Regions from separate parts of the Zea mays genome. Here region 2 is linked to region 1. The links are chromatin contacts, called in public Hi-C maps. All regions are on one chromosome and are shown on one strand. The core of a region is the stretch at or near the end of the contact, and the rest is flanking DNA. Distances in the headings are between cores, read along the strand shown. Region 1 holds the start of LOC103643039 (phosphatidylinositol 4-kinase gamma 5). Region 2 holds the start of LOC100278654.

Region 1 (3,937 bases), core at 1,097-3,596:
TGTCTTCTGACTTCTAGTACTACAGACTGTGCGCGCAGTCGCGCAGTCGACCGTTGGGCGAAGTTGACCATTGCTCCGTTGTCTCACCGGACAGTCCGGTGATACACCAGACAGTCTGATGAATTTTAGTGGATGAGCTCTGAGAAAACCCGAGAGCGGCCAGTTCGCGAGCTGCTCCATCTTGGGCACTAAACAGTGTCCGGTGCCCCACAGGCTGCACCAGTTCTATTTTGCTCCAATCGTGTAGAATTCCCCCAAGTCATTTTCTTTGTATGTTTATGTGAACTTTATGCACCTGAGAAAAATATCCACTAGGCAAACTAGTTAGTCCATATGGTTTGTGATGGAAAATCAAACACCAAAATCGATTATAGGAAATGTTGAGGCCATTTCCCTTTTACTAGTGAGATTGAGAGCCATCTAGTGCATTGCATCAAGTTGTTGATCTTTGAGGCACTAGGGAGATCATCAAGTGAGATCGTTGGCTTGTTACTCTTAGAATTTGATGCCTCCTAGACGACTTGGTGGTGGTTCCTCGTGAGTTCTTCAACAAAGATTGTGAAGAGGTCGTGGTGGTGATTGCAAGAGGCGTTGTGCTTGCCTTGCTGGAGCGGCGAAAAACAACTCTAGTGGAATCGAGGTTTGAGGGCTCATTGACCAATCCGGCTCAAGAGATCAAGCAGAGACTTGATAGAGGAGCGGTTGGGTGCTTTGAATCTACCTCAACGTGGACTAGGGGTGACCGGCAAGTCATCGACACTACGGAAAAAATCATTATGCCAAGTGTCATCATGTCCCCGTTGATTTGCAGCTTTCCTCACTAGCTTGTATTTATTTGTTCATATACTTATGCTAGTGAGTGTTTGTTGCTCTTGTATATCTAGTCATACTTGTAAAATATTTACCCACTTATTAGCTTGTGTAGCTAATCCGTTTTTCTTAGATTGTGAAGCTAAGTAGTTGTTTCTCTCTCGTTGTGCTTGTGTAGTGCAACTAGTGAATTTTGCTAGTAGTGCTTGTGCTTTGTGCGAATTGCTTACTAGTATGTTTAGGAGCTCTCGGTATGCTTAGAATTATAGTTGCATAAGTTTGTATGACCTTGCTAACTAGATTTGTGTGGGAGAGCTCTTTCTCTAACTTGGCACCTTAGTTGCTTTAATTAGGATCTTTTGTCAAGTGTTTGTTATAGTTAGAGGGGTGTAGTCTTGGCTAGACCAACATAGTATTAATTCCATATTTATTTGTGTTAGCCAACATAATTAATTTTAGAAAGGACTATTTACCTCCCGATTTTTTTGCATTTTGGTCCTTCATCGGAAAAAAATTCACGTGGTGTCGAGCTCGGCGCCATAGATCTTTGCGCCGAGCTCTGTTCTATACAGAAAACTTGTCTAGCTCAGTTGGTAAAATACAAGGCTCTTAACCTTGTGGTCGTGGGTTCGAGCCCCACAGTGGGTGTTTTTTAATACTTTTTGTCTTTGTCACTTATTTGTTTTTTTTGTTGTCCATATTTTTTGTTTATGTCGCTGATTTGTCTGTCCTGATTTATTTCTCATCCAGTTTTATTTTTGTGACTGATTTGTTTATTCGTCCAGATTTTTTTATCCGGCGAGCACAGCAGCTGTGTGCCACAGTGCTCACAAGCCGTCAACTTTTCCCTTGTTTGCTCAGCTAACCACAATAAAAATCAAATGAGAACACTCTTACTTCAATCGTGATCAAATAAAAATATTATATTTTCATTGAGTTCTTTTGAACATAAATTTTAAATATATAATAACATATTCCCAGTAAAAAGAAGCACACATATTCATCTTTTTTTCTTCTGCACTAAATAAAAGTATACTCCATTATATACTTGTCTCATGGATGATATATTTTAGAATTTACTGCATATACAGCTGCTGTGCTCGTCGGATAAAAAAAATCTGGATGAATAAACAAATCAGTCACAAAAATAAAACTTGATGAGAAATAAATCAGGACGGACAAATCAGCGACATAAACGAAAAATATGGACAACAAAAAAAATAAGTGACAAAGACAAAAAGTATTAAAAAATAGCCACTAGGGGCTCGAACCCACGACCACAAGGTTAAGAGCCTTGTATTTTACCAACTGAGCTAGACAAGTTTTCTCTACAGAATGGAGTTCGGCGCCAAGATCTATGGCGCCGAGCTTGGTACCACGTCGACGACACGACGTCCGTTTGTGCCAACGCAGCACGTATCTCGGCGCCATAGGCTATGGCGTCGAGCTGTGTTACCTCGCCGCCATAGGCTACGGCGCCGAGCAAAGGGTTCAAAAATGATATTAAAATTTTTTAGAGTTCAAACATGAATTTTGTTCCGAGGAAGGGCCAAAATATAAAAAATTCGGTATTTACCTCCCTCTAGTTCGCCATCTCGACCCTACAAAGAGGAGGAAGCCATGTCCCCCAACCTGCATAGCGCCATCAAGAGTCAGGTGTCGGCGCTGCTCCTGAGGTGCCTCTTTAGGGTGTCCGGGCCGGGCAAGGCCAAGAAGTTCCAGCAGATCCTGGTGCTGATGGGGAGGCGGTGGGTGTTCATGCAGACGGAGGCGAGCCGCGTTCTCGGCATGGACCTGGACCGCGGGGACAACACGCACACCTTCATACGCTCGGACTCGCCGCCACTGCTCACCCGGAACAGCATCAACCAGAGTCCGAAGTTGCTCCACCCCGTGCCTCAGCCCTGTCTCCAAGGACTTCGAGCACAAGGACTGCAGCGGCCTGGTAGAGATGCTCTGCTGCTCCATCAGTTGTGCCTAGGTGAAGCAAAATCACAATTTAGTAGCTCTTATAGATGTTATGGATCTAGGTTATTTGTATGAACGTTATTTTACCGTCTCTGAGAAAACGATCATTTTGATATATTTGGTTCTTATATGAGTTTGCCTGAAAATTTATAACCTGACAAGATGTTGAACATTTGGTTCCTAGATTTTTACATTGTTCTTCTTCCAATGGAAACACAGTGGTGGTACTGTGGTTCAAACCAGGTTCTTAAGTCCTTTTTTATGCAAAGAGATTGTTGCTAAAGTGAGTCACACATGCATTTTGTAGCAATAGAGATGTATTTTTCTGCTATGTGGTTGGGTCAATCTATGAAGATTTTACAATATCATGTACTCTCTCTGTACTAAAATAATTTGTTTTAGGGATTTAGTGGATTCATACCATACTTGATGTATGTGTTTTGTATATATATCTAGATTAATCATCATCCACTTGAATATAGACATTAAAACCAAGAGCTGAAACGACTACTATTTTAGGACGGATGTAGTGTTTTTTTTTTCTTCTTTACTTTTTTAATAAGCTTATGTCCCAATGGAATGTTTTGCCTTCTTTTAAGTTTCTTGACAAGGCTACTATTTTGTCACATTGGTGCATGTACCTTTTAAGTGATTACTAAAACTCTACGAGACTTTAGTTTATTTCTATTAAATTTTCCCATCCATACATAGTCCTCGTAGCAACTAATGATAGTTGTGCTCTGATTTGATTTCTTGTCTGAGCAGAAAAAGAGGCACCACCAACTAGAAATTGTTCTATGTGGAAGCAGCAAGTTGTTGTCTCATGGCCACATGCCCACATGGTCACTGCTGTTGGTGGCCACAACGGTTATCCAGGGGGCAAGGTGTTCGTTTCTGCGGAACAGGTCAGGGAGAATCTGTCATAAGCGCTGATAGTCAAATTGTCAAAGATTGGTCCATTCTCCTTTCCCTGCTCACTCATTATAGCTTCAGTCTGTTCCAAATTTGGCAGTTAGGTCATGGAGATTACTCTGCCTCACGCACAAAAGTATTTCGCATGGTGAATACTCTTGGAGTCAACAATGAAGCCAAGCAAACAATACAAGTACTGCAAGCTGAACTAAATGAAACAAAAGAGAGGCTGCACACAGTTGAAGAA
Region 2 (3,918 bases), core at 1,409-3,908, 270 kb before region 1:
CCAGATGGTTTGCTTGCACGCTTGCAAAGAAGGACTGCTTGCATTGCAGTCGTTGCCCTTAGAAGGGAATGTATATACTTACATGAAATGATATTGCTTGACAGTTTTTAGTTACAGAAAACAATGAATTCCCAATATTGAATTCACAGTCAAAGGCCAGCTAAGAAAATTTCAAGGACAAAGGAAATGGTAGCAAACTAATAATTCTCCCATGCATTGGCGGAAGAGGATCAATGAAAAGAATTTCAATTTAGGACAGTAAATTACACAAAGGTTACTCTGCAATAGTGTATTGTCTCTAAGCCTCTAAGGTCTTTGTGTCTCTTACAGTTCTACTCCCTGGCGTTTCTTGTACCTTATTGTGATCCTGGGAATTTGACTGGAGGACAGGGCAGAGAGTTAAATACAGTGCCTAGCCTTTTTAAAGACTATATAGTGGCGCAGTCTTTTCTCTTCATTTCTTTGAAGTTTGACAAACAAATTTTGCAAGTGTGAACAACACAAACATACATAGAGTACCAGTTCTTAGGGGACTAAAACATAACCCAACAAACATAGCTTACCAGGAAAGGAACAAAATAACAAATGAAACTATCAACTTGCAGAACTATTCTGAACAAGGTTAACAAAGTAGGAAGTAATCACCTCCTTCTGGTCTGCAGAGCTAGATGACATGGATGATAGCATCAGGCCAAGAATCAATAAAGGCGCAAGGAAATTCTGCATGTGTTTCATAGCATTATCCTGAAAATTCCATCCTTCATCTGTATTGGATTCCTCTGCGCGCCAGAATATTGCATTTCATCAGAAGTGAAATAGTTAGCACTGATGTCACAAAACTACACATTGAAGCACAGTGTGCATAAATCATTATACATCCGTACTCCAAGAGCCATTTATAAAGTATAACTGGTATAACAATTTACCAAAGCAGTTGCAGCTAAGACTGCCTCCAACAAGGCACCCTAAATGGTTCTGTACTCTAAATTTAGAGTACGAAACGTTCTCTACACCGTCCAACAAGGAACTCTAAAAGGAACTCTAAAATATAGAGGACGTACGGCGAACTCTAAACATAGAGGAGTCTTTACGTGCGCTATCCGCCTGGTCAGAACTGGGGCCCGCTCTTCAATGTGGTCTACAGCTACCTCAGCTACCTCCGCTGGCCGATTAATTCTATTATTTTTTTTGCGTGTAAACATAATAGTAACAGCATTTTTGCTAATTGAGATTATTAAATTAGTATTATCAGTTTATGTCCAATACATATATAGATATGTACGTAGACGACGTTATAAAAAAACGATTAGTAATGTCGGTTGCAAAATGTAATTATTATAATTAGTTCCTAATTCATTTTTATAAAATTTCTAGAAATAAATAACTTTATTTTTCCATTACGCACATAAGTTCAAATTGTATTAATATAAAAAAATGAGTGTTAAAAATGAGTATATGAATTCTGTTATCACTGTAGATATAGAGTACCGAATTTAGAGGACGTTGCTGGAGTTGGCGAAGATATAGAGGACGAAATTTTTTAGAGGGTTCTGTAAAGGACAGAGAATATTCCTTTAGGGGATAGAATTTAGGGGACGTTGCTGGAGACAGCCTAAGGGTGGTAATGGGCTCTAAATTTTACACTATAAAATTTAAGGATCGGATCGGATTAGGATGGGGCTCTATTTCTATTCACTTTTGAACTAAAATTATTTTAAAGGCTCAAAAAAATGAAGAAACATTTGAACCGCGATCCATTACCACCCCTAGTTGCAGCAAAAGGGAAATCAACAAATAACACGTTAGTTGGCAACTTGTTAGTCAACTCAAATATATGCACCGATTCCATTTACTATGGGCGCCTAAAAAAGCTATGATATTTGCATCCATAACATGGCTAACATCCTCTACACAATCAAGTCAAGCGCGAAGGAAACTTACGCTTAGATTCAGACTTGTTTGTACCATCTCCTTTAGGCACCTCCTTCTTACCCTTGGGGTAATAGTTCTCGTAGTCTAAAATCAGAAAAGGGGCACCATTTCAGAAACAGAGCCACCAAAAACCATTGGTAATAATCTCATCAAAACGAGGGGACGTACTCTTCTTGGACCCGTCCGAGAAGAGGCGTCGGAAATGTGGGCTGGCGAGGACATATCTCCAATCCACGGTCTTGCCCGCGGATGGCTTCCCAAGAGCTGCCGACGAGGCCGCAGTCAGGTAGCTGCGAACAAATCCTGCCGCCCCACCCTCACCGCCGTGGACGGGCGGCGGTAGCGGTGGCGCGGGCGGCTGCCGGAGGCCCCCGAGCTGGAAACCCTAGAAGGAGCAGCGAGAGGTCAGACCTGCGAGAGGAGGATAGGGGGGCCGGGGAGGGGATGAGAACTTGAGAAGGGATACTCGCCTGGCGCGGGCGGGAGGAGCGCGCGGACCGGCCGAGGGCGCGGGCGAGGGAGGCGAGCGTCATGTCGGCTGCGGCGGCGGCGGCGGCGCCGTGCGCATGGGAGGGCGGAGGGACCGGGCCGTCCGGATCCAAGCGAGAGGGGTCGCGTCGAGGTCGGGGCGATAGAGGTGTGTGTGTGTGTTCTGAGATTTTTTTTGTTCTTTTGCGCAAGGCCCCGGTCTGTTCTTGAATGTTGTGATGAGGAAGTGGAGGAGAGGGATCGCCGCGGCGGCGAGGGTCCGTGTGGGGAAAATAGCAGCGCGCCAGTGGTCTGGTTTTGGGCTCGGGCGGGCCGGCGGCGCTCACGGGAATGGGTGCGAAGTGTAAAGTAAAAAAAAATCTACGGATCAGAGTGAATTTCAGTTCGCGTTGAGGGGCTGCAGCGCTGCACTGCTGCTGCAGAGCGAGTCGGGGTTGGAAATTGACCACCTGCACCGGTGATTCGCAATTCTCGTCGTCTCTTGAAAACTGTGGACGGGTTAAATTTGATCGGAATTTGTGTTGCTACAGCTGTGAAAGAATATATAAATACATTCTTGTGTAGAAAGTGTTGTTCAGAAGAGAGCGGCCGGGACGGCAGGCATGGTCGGGCTTGTAACACGGGGCCAGCAAAGTTGTGAGGTCAAAAACGGCCATCGGTTGGCTAATCGCAGTCCACAACTAATTGCTTACCCCGCATCAATCTTGATTCCCAAGAAAGGAAGAAACGCTGATGGATTTCTTATATAAAGCAGAAAAAGAGAAACTCGGTCGAGGTTGCGCTGGGTACTGGGAAGCTGGCTGCTGGTTTCCAACTTGCCGAGAAGTGGGAAAGGGATGGCATGGCGAAGCAGTGGCGTCAGCAGCACACATGTACCCTGTGACATGATGGAAAAAAATTATTTCTCGCTGGTTTGCAGGCCCTCACGTAACACTGCAGGTTCAACAAATTACCAAGGATTAAATCGTAAACTTTAATCTATTGTTGGTCTTCAAATAGTGAATGTGAGAGACTGCAAAGTAGTGTCTTTGCATCCGGATGTAGAGAATTTTTTTCCGACATGAATGTTTAGAGCTAGAGCACCATCAACGCGCACATAGACGGTTCATTTGGAGCAGCTTCTCCTTAACTTAAAGCAATCTCTCCTTCCTCTAAAAAACGACACAGTTCTGAGACTTTTTTCTGCGATTCTTCTCTCTGTGTTAGCTCCGATTAGGGTCAAACACTAGAAGTGTATCGTCTTGTGATGCTCTCCGCGGGAGCGTGGATGGTCCGTGGCTCTGGACCGGACGGTCTGCAACCTTACTGCAGGAGCGGCTCCTCTCTATGTCATTCTAGACGGACCGCGCTCTGAGCCAGACGACCCGCGTGTATGCAGATGGTCTTCTTCCTCACGAAGAACCCTAGAACTCGCCCTCTAGGAGAGAGATCTTAGGGTGCTCCGAGTCGACAGACTACCCAAGATGCCCCTAGACGACATAGAGTCGCCTATGAATT

The links. Hi-C and Micro-C count contacts between places; a contact is called where the count stands out from the background.
Region 2: a contact with region 1 is called in a Hi-C map of tassel, with 4 times the contacts expected there. The contact joins the promoter of LOC100278654 here to the promoter of LOC103643039 in region 1. A contact is called at or near these places in 2 of 25 Hi-C or Micro-C datasets (ear and tassel).

The regions. Positions count from the first base shown.
Region 1 is chr8:118,628,155-118,632,091 of Zm-B73-REFERENCE-NAM-5.0, reverse strand. LOC103643039 (phosphatidylinositol 4-kinase gamma 5) reads left to right here and starts at 2,346. Exons shown (of 3, transcript XM_008666196.4): 1 at 2,346-2,791; 2 at 3,544-3,683; 3 at 3,791-3,937. The coding sequence starts at 2,431.
Region 2 is chr8:118,901,766-118,905,683 of Zm-B73-REFERENCE-NAM-5.0, reverse strand. LOC100278654 reads right to left here and starts at 2,658. Exons shown (of 8, transcript NM_001151857.2): 1 at 2,403-2,658; 2 at 2,101-2,317; 3 at 1,942-2,016; 4 at 646-779. The coding sequence starts at 2,465.